Linked DNA regions of Mus musculus: all the other regions are linked to region 2. The links are chromatin contacts, called in public promoter capture Hi-C maps. All regions are on one chromosome and are shown on one strand. Each heading gives the region's core, a stretch centred on a gene start, on an enhancer-like site or on the middle of the called end of the contact. The rest is flanking DNA. Distances are from core to core; before and after follow the strand shown.

Region 1 (3,997 bases), core at 1,084-3,583, 320 kb after region 2:
TCCCACTATAGGATGCAAGCTTTCAGGGGATACACACACACACACACACACACGCTTGCACACGATTAATACGAACCAAATCTTTTATTTTATAGATAAATGAAAGCAAAGTCAATTTTGTTAAAAAGAGTTGGCTCACAGGAGAAGGAGAAATGGAGTCATGGCCAGTAAGGAAAAGAGAATCAAGAATTTGTTGTTTTGAAATAGGCTGCCCTTGAATTGTTTTGAAATCTCTATGTAGTGGGAAATGACCTTGAAATCTTGATCTTCCAGCCTTCACCTTTCAATTGCTGGGATTACAGATATGCACTATCACACCAAATTTATACAATAATAGGTATTGAACCTGCAGTTTTACATGTGCTAGGCAACTACCCCACCAACTGAACAGGACCACACACTCAGTCCTAGTATGTGTGTGTGTGTGTGTGTGTGTGTGTGTGTGTGATTTATTTATTTATTTATCTATTTATTTATCTATCTATCTTGTTCTTTCAAGACAGGGTTCCTCTATGTAGCCCTTACTGTCCTGGAACTCACTCTGTAGATCGCCTGACCTCAAATTCAGAGATCCACCTACCACTGCTGGGATCAAAGTGTGTGCCACTACTGCCTGGCTTGCGTGCTTTAAAATTTAATCTTTATTATTGATTTGTGTGTCTGAGAGTTGGGGTAGGATGCTTGTGGAGGTCAAGAGAGGACATCTGACCTCCTGGAACCAGAGTAACAGTACTTAACCAGTAAGTGCTGGGATTCAAACTTGGATCTTTTGGAAGAGCAGCAAGTTCTCTTAACTGAGAACCTTCTTTCTAGCCTTCAGTTACAGATTTTCATGTGAGTATGTGTGGTGGGGTGTTATTTTGAGACAGGGTCTCTTTATGTAGCCCCAGATATCTTGGAACTCCCTGTGTAGACCAGGCTGGCCTTGAACTCACAGCTCACAGAGATCTGCTTGCCTCTGCTTCCAGAGTGCAGTGATTAAAGGCATGATCTCTGTTGTGTTTTTTTTTTTTTTTGAACGATCTCTTATAGTCTGGACTGGCCTTGAAGTCACTACACAGCAGAGACTGTCCTTGTACTCCTGATCTTTCTGCCTCTGCCTCCAAAGTGCAAGTGTTAAAGATGTGTGCTACTATACTCATCTCAGGAGAATTTTTAACTGAGCCAAACAATGGCATGTTTGTATGCTGATATGAAAAGTCCAATAGAAAAATGATAAGAGTTGAGTTTAAGAATGCAATGTTAGAATTTAGCTGCTGTTTAGTCCACAAATCTTCTGCAATAGCTTTCGTTCTTACAGAGACACCAGCCTGAGCCCTGCTGAGACATTGTGAATCCCTAGCTAACAGACCTCTGGGTGCTGGGCTCCTCACCCTGGAAGTGAGTTGACATCAAAGGTGGTATTGCTCTCCACTCACTGCCTTCTGCCTAGAATCAGAGAGCATGGCTGCATGTGCTGTGAATCTTCCCCCATCCTCAGAAAGTTATGGAAACTCTCCTATCAAGTTATCTCCTCTCAAGAGAGACCTGCCATGCTGTTTCTTCTGTCTGTTTTTGGTGTTGATAACTTTTCTAATAAATTCTTTACTCCCCAGGACTCTGCCTTAGTGTCCCTCTTGAAGCATCCCATTAGACACCATTCAGAGTGCAGCTTAGCAGCTGAAAACTCTTGGCACTGCTACCATTCTTGACAATGTCTTTGTTCATTTCCATTGCTATAGCAAAGTTCCAGAGACTGGTTGGCTCATAGAGAAGAATTGTTTTGGCTCATGTTTTTGAAGACTGGAAAATCCCAGAGCTTGGAGCTGGCCTCTGTAAGGGACTTGGGCATGGTGAGAAGACCATAGGAATGATCTAACTGTAACAACCTGAATAAACTCATCCTTTCTAGCTCTTTCTGAACTCTTTCTGGCTGGCTGGTCAACTACAGCCGTTCTGGCTCAAAACTTCTCTCTACACTAACTGACTCAATCTGGCTTCTGTCTCTCAGCTTGTCTTGAATTGCCCTGCTTGGCCTCATACTAACTTTTGCAATATATTCTAACCTTCTGGCTCCTTTCATCCTTTGGCTCTTTCTGTCTTCACGTGCACCTAGCTTGTTCTCTCTCTGTAACCTGTCTCTGTACAACTGTCCTGATAAAACTGCCTCCGGTCTCTCTGTACTGCTTTCTGTTAAGTAGCTTCCCTTTCTTCTCTTGTGAGAGTTGGGCATATCCTATTCTGTCAAATCTTTCTCTGATTCATCACTTTGTCTGCCATTCAGTTAGACATGGATTTAAAAAATGTGTGCTTCTTTCTACAGACTAACTTTGTCATCATTGTTTCGGGTTAAAAGTGTGTACTAAGGGCTTGTCTGTACTCCAGCCAGAGAGATTAAAGGTGTGTGTGCTAAGGGCTGAGCACAAAATAACTAGAACAGTTTTTTGTTTGTTTTGTTTTCAGTAAATCATACAATCTCAGGGATTACAATGTGATCAATTATTCTGCAACACAACCCACTCTCAAAAGAACAAATTCATAAAAGAAAGGCATTGAATGCTCTTAACAAAAAGATAGCCCAGTGGTTAAAAGTGCCTGTTGCCATGGCTGATAACCTGAGTTGGATCACTGGTGTAAGAATCTGAGTTGTCATTGCAAAACCCACAACTCTCATCTTACAGGGAATAAGAGAGTTTATTCTGGAGCCATGTTGAGTGACTGTGCCTGGGGAACACAGATTTAGTTTACTCCCCAAATTCCATGTTCCAGCATGAAAGCAGTGTCACAGAATTTTTATAGTTTTACAGAACAAAGGAATTCATAAACCAAGGCTGAAAGGATTTTTCAGTAAAAGAGTACCTTGGTAATTGGGGCCAAGGAATGTTGCAAAAATCACACCAGGAAACAAACCTCACGCAAGAGATTTATTGGGGGAGTGTAGTCTCCCCTCCCCCAGCCTGAAACCTGCTTGCTCGGGGTGGAGCTTCCTGCTCATTTGTTCTGCCACGCCCACTGCTGGAACCTGAGGAGCCACACACGTGCACCTTTCTACTGGACCCGAGATTATTCGGCGGGAATCGGGTCCCCTCCCCCTTCCTTCATAACTAGTGTCCCAACAATAAAATTTGAGCTTTGATCAGAATGAATTTGTCTTAGCTCCGTTTCTTCTTTCGCCCCGTCTAGATTCCTCTCTTACAGCTCAAGTAGCCTTCTCAGTCGAACCGTTCATGTTGCGAGCTGCTGGCGGCCGCAACAGGGGAGGATCCAAAACTACCTCTGAGTGGGGATGAAAAATGAGAGAGAGAGAGAGAGAGAGAGAGAGAGAGAGAGAGAGAGAGAAAGAGAGAGAGAGAGAGACCCAAGATGATGTGGGATTTATAAGATATATGAGCATTTGAATAGGGAACATTTTCAATAGTAGAAATGTGCTCTATAGTGATGGATTGCAATCAGTAGGGGATGGGGGAGCACCTGGTTCCAGGATGTGGGTTGTTTTGGTTGACTAACAAAGGGAATTTCAAAAGTTAGTCTGTATGTCAGAGACACAGGTACTTGAAGATGAGGACAGCTTTCCTGTAGGCTCAGATGCTATCTGGTGGTGTCCTTAGATTTTGGATTGATAGAAGCTAGTTGCTTTCTAAATTAATAGATTCAAATCTCTCCATAGTACTGAAAATTTAATCAATCAGTCTTTGTAAACTCAGTTTCCTCTCAGGAGTTTGTTGTTGTTGTTTTGTTCTTGATTTTCCGAGACTGTGTTTCCAAACCTTGGCTAGCATGGAACTCACTCCGTACTCTAGGCTAGCCTCAAACTCAGAGAGCTACCTGCTTCTGCCTCCAGAGTGCTGGGATTAAAGGCATGTGCTACCACCACCCAGGTCTTTTCAGAAAATTTGAAAACAGATTTTAATAGTTGGGCATGGTATTTTATGCTTTTAATCCCAGCAACCAGGAGGCAGAACTCTATGAGTTCAAGGCCAGCTTGATCTAGGACAGCCAGAGCAATATAGAGAGACTT
Region 2 (3,936 bases), core at 1,426-3,925:
TGGGTTATTGAGATCTGTATGATCAGGGAGGTCCCAGGCAGGCGATCCCGCCGCTAACTTACAAATATCAGATGTGAGGTCAGGCCACCAAGTCCACGGGGGGTGCACTGCGGTGGTCGCCCACACAATGCTCCCCTGCTCATTAAGCACTTCCCAAGTTTGCTGAAAAGGGGGTGTGGGGGTTAAAGTCTTTTGGGATTGCTCCTGCGAAGCAGGCGCAGCTTAAGAGGGTTAGCAGTCTTTTCCAGGGACCATTCATTCTGGCCAGCCCCCAGGGGAGCCTTCTTGACATGAGGCGCATGAACCCAGGCGGGGATTCCTTCTACTTTAACGGCGGTGGGTGTCGTTAACAGCACCAGGTAGGGTCCTTTCCACCATGGCTCAAGGTTCCCCGCTCCATGTCTCCTTACCAGGACAGCGTCTCCTACTTCAAAGTGATGTGGCACCTGCGTATCACCGGCAACATAGGTTTCTTTTAACTGTTCCCAAACCTCCCTTCTTACTGTTTCAAGAGCCTTGAGCCGGGCTAAGAGGCGAGAAGAGGGGATGAGGATACATCTGGGCAAGGTTTACTCCCTACTGTCACATAAATGGGTGGAGGCACCCCATACATTAGTTCAAAAGGTGTTAGACCATAAGCTCCGGAGTGTTCTGGGCCCTAAATAAAGCATAAGGGAGGAGGGCTGTCCAATCATTCCCGCCGGTCTCTGAGGCTATTTTTGTCAAGATCTCCTTGAGAGTTCTGTTCATTCTCTCTACCTTACCTGAACTCTGGGGTCGGTATGTGCAATGTAATTTCCAATTCGTCCCCAATTGTCTGGCCAAACCCTGACTTACCTGAGAGACAAAGGCAGGCCCATTGTCTGACCTGATTATCTTGGGTACTCCGAAACGAGGGAGAATTTCTTCTAGTATCTTCTTGGCTACCATGGTGGCTGTCTCTTTCTTGGTGGGAAACGCTTCAACCCACCCAGAGAAGGTATCTATAAAGACTAACAGATATTTATTTCCGTACTGGGCTGGTTTTACCTCAGTAAAGTCAGTTTCCCAGTAGGTCCCAGGTCTGTCTCCCTGCAAACACCTTCTGCCAGGGAGCCTGCTAGATCCAGCATTGGTGAGCGTACAGGTCTTGCATCTTCTCACCAAGTCTTCTGCAGCCTTTTGTAGTCCAGGAATGTGATAAGGGGACCTACTGACTAATTTTATCATCTTTTTAGATCCCAAATGTGTGAGATGGTGTATGTCAGCTAAGTACTCTAGCCCCTCTTCTTCTGTGAGAACTTTTTTTTCTTTTTCTATTTCAGCAAGTTGGGGTGCAGTTTTAATTACCAGAGTCATTGGCCCTTGGGCTGCTTCTTTAGCCACTTGGTCTGCCATCTGATTTCCCTTTTCTACTGGTTCGGTTCCTTTTTGATGCCCTAGGCAATGGATGATCGCTATCTTGAGAGGCAGATGAACAGCCTCCAACAGTCCAAGGATCTCTTCTTTGTTCTTAATGCCTTTTCCAGAGGAGGTCAATAAGCCCCGCTGCTTATAGATTGCTCCATGGACGTGAGCCGCAAGGAAAGCATATCGGCTGTCAGTGTAAATATTGATAGTCTTACCCTGTGCCAGCCTCAAAGCCTGGGTTAGAGCGATGAGCTCTGCTTTTTGAGCTGAAGTTCCCTCAGGTAGGCTTCTGGACCATATAACAGATTTTCCATCTACTACCGCTGCCCCGGCCCTCTGCTTACCTTCTATCACAAAACTGCTTCCGTCAGTGAACCAGGTTGTTGCTCCTGGCCACAGCTGGTCAGTGAGGTCCGGTTTCTTCTGCCAATATCTCCTCGCAGTTGTGCACGGGAGTTTTGTTAGTTTTGGGTAATAAAGTGGCGGGGTTAAGGATGCCAGGAGAAGCGAAAGTCACTCGCTCAGTCAATAGCAAGCTTTGATAGTGAGTCATTCGGGTGTTAGTCATCCACCAGTCTGGTGGTTGCCTAATAATGCTCTCGAGAGAGTGTGGGGCCACTACAGTAACATTCTGGCCCATAGTCAGTTCATCAGCATCTTTTACCAGCACCGCGGTAGCTGCTATCGCTCGTAGGCATGACGGCCATCCGCTAGCTACAGGGTCCAATTTTTTTGATAGATAAGCTACTGGGCGCTTCCAGGCCCTAGGGTTTGAGTAAGGACCCCGCAGGCTACCCCGTTCCTCTCATCGATATATAAGGTAAATGGCTTATTTAAATCTGGCAGTGCTAGGGCAGGAGCTTGTAGCAAGGCATTTTTCAGAGTCTCAAAAGCAGACTGATGTTCTTGGGTCCAAATGAATTCCTCCTCTCCTTGGTTAGGGGGTACAGTGGGGCTGCCAGGGTGGTGAACCCTGGGATCCACAATCTACAGAATCCTGCTGTCCCCAGGAACTCTCTTACCTGGCGAGGGGTGGTCGGAGTTGGGATTCGCATCACTGTCTGTTTTCTGGCGTCAGTGAGCCACCGCTGTCCATTCCTCAGGATGTATCCCAAGTAGGCCACCTCTGTTCAGCATAACTGCGCCTTTTTAGCCGAGGCTCGATACCCCAACTCCCCCAACTCGACCAGGATGTTTTGGGTTCCAAGTTCGCACTCTTCACGCATTCCTGCAGCTACCAAAAGGTCATCAATGTACTGTACAAGGGTCACCTGGGGATTGTTGACTCGAAAAGAGGCAAGGTCTCGGTGCAAGGCCTCATCAAACAAAGTGGGTGAATTTTTGAATCCCTGGGGCAGCCTCGTCCATGTGAGCTGTCCAGTCTTTCCACTTTCTGGATCTCGCCATTCAAAGGCGAACAGGGGTTGACTATTGGGGTGTAATCTCAGACAGAAGAAGGCATCTTTAAGATCTAGAACCATGTACCAGATTCGCTCAGGTGGTAGCGTGCTGAGCAAGTTATAAGGATTTGGCACTGTGGGGTGAATGTCTTGCACTCTCTTATTGACCTCCCTAAGGTCCTGGACTGGACGGTAGTCATTGGTTCCTGGTTTCTTTACCAGGAGCAGCGGAGTGTTCCACAGAGACTTGCAGGAGACTAGGATTCCCTGCTGAAGCAATCTAGAAATGTGGGGGCGGATACCCTCTGTGCTTCTCTGCTCATGGGGTATTGTCGAACCCCAATGGAGTGGCTCCTGATTTGAGTTCTATTACCACTGGGGGAACTTGTTTTGCCACTCCCATTCCTCCTGTCTCAGCCCATGCTTGAGGGAACCGGTTAAGCCAGTCTCCTAGCTCCCCCCCCCACCGGGAAGGGGGGGGGGCTTTAATTTGTCTTGGTAAATCCGGTACTCCTCTCCTAGTTGCAAAGACAGTGCTAAGGTGTGAGGCATCTCCATCCCCCACAATACTTTTGGCCCAGGAGGAGCGAAGGTTATTTGCGCTTTTAATTTAGTTAATAAATCTCTTCCTAGTAGGAGCATGGGGCACTCCAGAATGAACAGGAATGAATGAGTTACTTGATTCCTCCTCAGGTCTACTGTCTGGGACGTAGTCCAAGGGTATGACTTCTGCCCTGTGGCTCCAATCACTAATGTCCTTTCATTTTTAAAAATTTTTCCCAATGGCGTCTGGAGTACTGAAAATTCCACGCCTGTGTCAACCAGGAACTTAACAGGGGTCCCCTCCACTTCTAATGTTACCCTAGGCTCAGAGAGGGGACCGAGCTCTGTCTCCCCTAGTCTTCGTCATCTCCAAGGGACAGTACCTGTGTTCCCTGCTTCATCTTAGGGCATTCATGAGCCCAATGGCCTGTATCCTTACAGCGTACATTGGTCTTTTCCTAGGTGTGGTTTATCTCTTCTGGGTCTCCTTGGCCCCTGCCATTTTTCATCTCTCAGGTCCCCTGGCTGCCTAGCCCTACCCCTTCCTTTTTCTACTGTGGTGGCCAGTATCCGAGTCAAAACTTTCTCTTGCCTCTTTTCTCTC
Region 3 (3,557 bases), core at 1,004-3,503, 340 kb after region 2:
AAGATGACTGTGAGGAGGCTGCTTTGCAAAGGACCTTGTGTGCACTGGAACTCCAGGAGGGGGTGAAGGCAGCAGATAGTGCAGAGAACGAGGTGACGCAGGCAGTGGAGGCATTGCCAGGTGCACGTGTCACAGGAACCCCACTAGGGATGACCACGCAGACACAGTTGATAGTTGATTGAACTTTTTTTTTTTTTTTTTTTTTTTCCAGCTGGCTGGGACTGCACTCAGGTATTCTGGGACTCAAATGTAGCCCTGAGAATTTAGATCAAGAAACTTTAAAGGCCTGGTGTTTCTCTCAAGAGATGCAGGGGGAAGGTTTTCATAAGCAAGCAGTTTAACAGAAGCTATGAAAAGTTAGCAGGGGTGGGGGTTGGGGAGGTAGGAGGGGCTGCGCATCCTGATCTTGGGTACCTAGACTAGAGTTGGGTAGGTTTTTTTTTTTTTTTTGTTTGTTTTTTTTGTTTTTGTTTTTTGTGGGATTCTCCATCAAGGAGATCAAAATCTTGTTAAACCTGAAATGGCCTCAGCAAAAATACAAGCTGGAAGAACACTCTACACTGCCTTTCCCAGTCCCACCAGCAAGCCTAGAAGTCTTTGAAGCTTCAGTGATGTGAGAGACTCCCTGGCAGGTGGACAGAGAGTGAGAGGGCCCATGACTAAGTCCTAAAGGTGATGCATTTCCAAGAAGGCTGGCTTCTTCCTTGCCTTTCTGACCTGGGACAAAAGCTTGGCTGCTTAAAAGAAAGGTCTTGTAGGCCTTTGTTTTCCACTAGCAAGACCCCTGTTAATGGATTCTCAGCAAGTTCAAGGCTGGTCAAGACATGTTACGCAACAGCTGCAGACTAACTAGCCATCTTATCTTTCTTCAAACTAACCACCCTAAGTAAGGGGAGGGAAACTCTTCAGAAGTTTTAAACCCCAGCCCTTAAGGAGAGACTGGGTTTCTACTTTTTATCTACTATTGCTTTTCCTTTTTGCAATGACAATGTCCCATCTTTGTATGTTAGAAGTACAAAGATTCGTTTTTTTGAATTTTATGAGGGGTCACTATTCCTGCTTTGCTTTGCAGAGGATCTTTCTGTCTGTATGTCTGCTGTGTGCATGTGTTCATTCACCCCCAATTTTTTCCACTGCTGATTTTGTCTGCTGCTGTCTGCCATGTTTGAGAGGTCTCTGTTGCCGCCTGTTGTGTGAGTTCTTCAACTGGCAGAAAAAAAAATGGGTCCAATTAAGACTCCTAAACTATATCAAGTGTTCAATCCATGCCTGATAAGTTATGAATTTTAATTTTTTGGTGGCATTCTGGTTTTTGTTGTTTTGTTGTTGTTGAATTAAAATCACTTTCTCTGACCACTCTTTCTTTTATTCTTGAGATAGGGCCTTGCTTTGTACCCTAGGTTAGCTTTGAACTCATGTTATGGCTTTCCAAGAGCTAGGATTATAGGTGTATACTAACAGATCCAGCGAAAACTCCAGCTTTCAACAAAAAGTTCTTGTTTTAAGCTTCTTAAAATAAAGCATGTTCTAAAAGATCAGAACTGAACAAAGATAGGGTAATAGTGGAAATATTTTGGCTGGTTCTGAAAAATCAAAGTGATTTATTAGGAGTGGTAAAGGCTTGTTTAATTACCAACCAAGGCCATTTTATCAACCACACAAAATACCAACCAGGGAGAAAATGGTTTCAAGAAAGAGTTTACTCGGATTGATCCCTACTAGGATTTAATGCTTGTCCTGTTGGAATTGATCTAGCTTTAGTCCATCCTTCTTGTTAATCCTATTTTCCCTTTTTGGAATGGGAATGTTCACTATGTGCCTGTCCCATCATTACATGTTGGAAGTGTATAGGTTGGCTTTTTAATTTTATAGAGGCTTGTAGCTCAGAGTTTGTCTCAAGTCTCAGAGAAGATGTTGGACTTGGACTCTGAGCAATGCTGAGACTATCAAGACAATGGGGATTCTTTGAGAGTCTCTGGACAAATTTTGCATTGTCAATGGCCCCAGAGCCTTTGGGAGCCAGGAATGAAATGTCACAGTTTAGGTCTGGAATGCTCATGCATTGAAGGCTTGGTCCCAGTGCAACAATGTTTAATGGTGATGCTTTTGGGAAAGAGATTGGATCTGTGCATTAATTGGCAGGCGGGGTCATAACTTGAAAAGGATGGAAAGGAAATGGCACTTAGGAGGGAGGACCTAGTTGTAGGAAATGGGTCATTGTTGCCACGTCCCGAGGGCCATGCCTTGTTCCTGACCTCTCCGGTTGTCCTTCTCTGCTCTAAGTGGCAAGAGGTAAGTTGGCTAGCTCCATCACACCTCTGCCTTTCCACAGATCTATAAGCAACAGAACTAGCCAACCATGGCAGAAAACCTCCAAAACCATGACTCAGAAGAAATACACCTTCCCTCCTTTAAGTTGATTTTCGATGGTGTTTGTCAGTGATGGAAGGCTGGTTAAATAAAATTCCAGGTGTTTGCATAATTATAGTTATGCAACTTTGTCCTCAGCCTTGCCAAATACCTAATGACGTCCCCTTTCTTGTGTAACTTTTATTTTTCCTGTGTTGGTAATTACTAAGGTTTGGCAGGAAAATATAAGAGAACAGGAGGAACCAAGTTGTTGAGGTGACCAACCTTAATTTCCTAGCTGGGAAGAATGAACATTCAGAACAGAGAAAAAAAACCCCTCTGGTGATATCTGCCATATTTGAAGAACGGACTTAGTGTGCTCACTGCACACTGGAGGTAACTAGAAAGGTAACTAGAGAGGGACTCTATTAATTAATTAATATTAATTAGAAGCTTGGAGAAGGGAAGAGCCTTGGAAAGCTATCTCAAACGAGGAATACTTGGACCTCAAAAGGCTACTGTCCACCTCTTTGTTTCTGTCTACCACTATACATGTCTTTGCAGATGTTTTTTGTCTTATGAATGCTCTCTGTAGAATGGGGCCCTTCTTAGTGAGAGCTCTGATTGAGGCCAGCTGTCCAGGGAGGTAGAGGGGTGCTTGGCCAATGCCTCAAATGAGTTTCTCAGCACTTTGGGGAGGTTCTGTCTGGGATGACCTCCCTCCCGCCCCAGCCTTTCTGGATGAGGAATGAACTTCCTAGATGCCATTCCTAGGAAACACTATATCCTCTGGAACTATATTCCCAACCCAGACATTAGTCCTAAGTTCAGAACCCCACTGAATGTGTTCTGCAATCTTATCATGAGGCGTTTTGTAAGGGTCTGTCTGGAATGGCTCATTTTCCTCTTAGCCAATGGCTGGCTGCCATGCTCATGCCGAAACTGGCCTACCCTCATGTGAGCTCTGGATCCAAGGCCAGCTGAGCCAGAGTGGTTGTGCATTATAAAGCTAGTAGGCTCCCACAGGTGTCTGGAAAGGGACCAAAATGGCCCAGGTCCCCTCATACTATAGGCCCAGATATCAATTCTGTGAATTTTTAGAGAACACTTGACCAGAGTCTTTTGGTCTCCACTCAGGGTCTGGAGCTGCTATGAAACTTAAATGAGATCACATGGTGGTTACTGTGTATACACTTAGCTCCTGAGAC

What was found. Promoter capture Hi-C pulls out the DNA fragments that hold promoters and counts their contacts.
Region 1: a contact with region 2 is called in a promoter capture Hi-C map of liver, with 2.3 times the contacts expected there. The contact joins two enhancer-like sites. A contact is called at or near these places in 6 of 39 promoter capture datasets (embryonic stem cells, liver, pre-B cells and 1 more) and 2 of 115 datasets of contacts at active chromatin or transcription factors (both in embryonic stem cells).
Region 3: a promoter capture Hi-C map of liver shows a contact between it and region 2, with 2.2 times the contacts expected there. The contact joins two enhancer-like sites. A contact is called at or near these places in 4 of 39 promoter capture datasets (embryonic stem cells, liver and pre-B cells) and 2 of 115 datasets of contacts at active chromatin or transcription factors (both in embryonic stem cells).

The regions. Positions count from the first base shown.
Region 1 is chr3:94,354,922-94,358,918 of GRCm38.p6, reverse strand. No RefSeq gene overlaps it. Among named protein-coding and RNA genes, the nearest start is that of C2cd4d, 5.5 kb to the left of the region's middle. Within about 2 kb of position 2,333, at least 3 of the 459 cell types and tissues checked have an H3K27ac peak or open chromatin away from gene starts, as enhancers often do. A contact at or near this core is called in liver, where this site is marked.
Region 2 is chr3:94,678,965-94,682,900 of GRCm38.p6, reverse strand. No RefSeq gene overlaps it. Among named protein-coding and RNA genes, the nearest start is that of Selenbp2, 13 kb to the left of the region's middle. Within about 2 kb of position 2,675, at least 63 of the 459 cell types and tissues checked have an H3K27ac peak or open chromatin away from gene starts, as enhancers often do. A contact at or near this core is called in liver, where this site is marked.
Region 3 is chr3:94,337,682-94,341,238 of GRCm38.p6, reverse strand. No RefSeq gene overlaps it. Among named protein-coding and RNA genes, the nearest start is that of Them5, 2.6 kb to the left of the region's middle. Within about 2 kb of position 2,253, at least 4 of the 459 cell types and tissues checked have an H3K27ac peak or open chromatin away from gene starts, as enhancers often do. A contact at or near this core is called in liver, where this site is marked.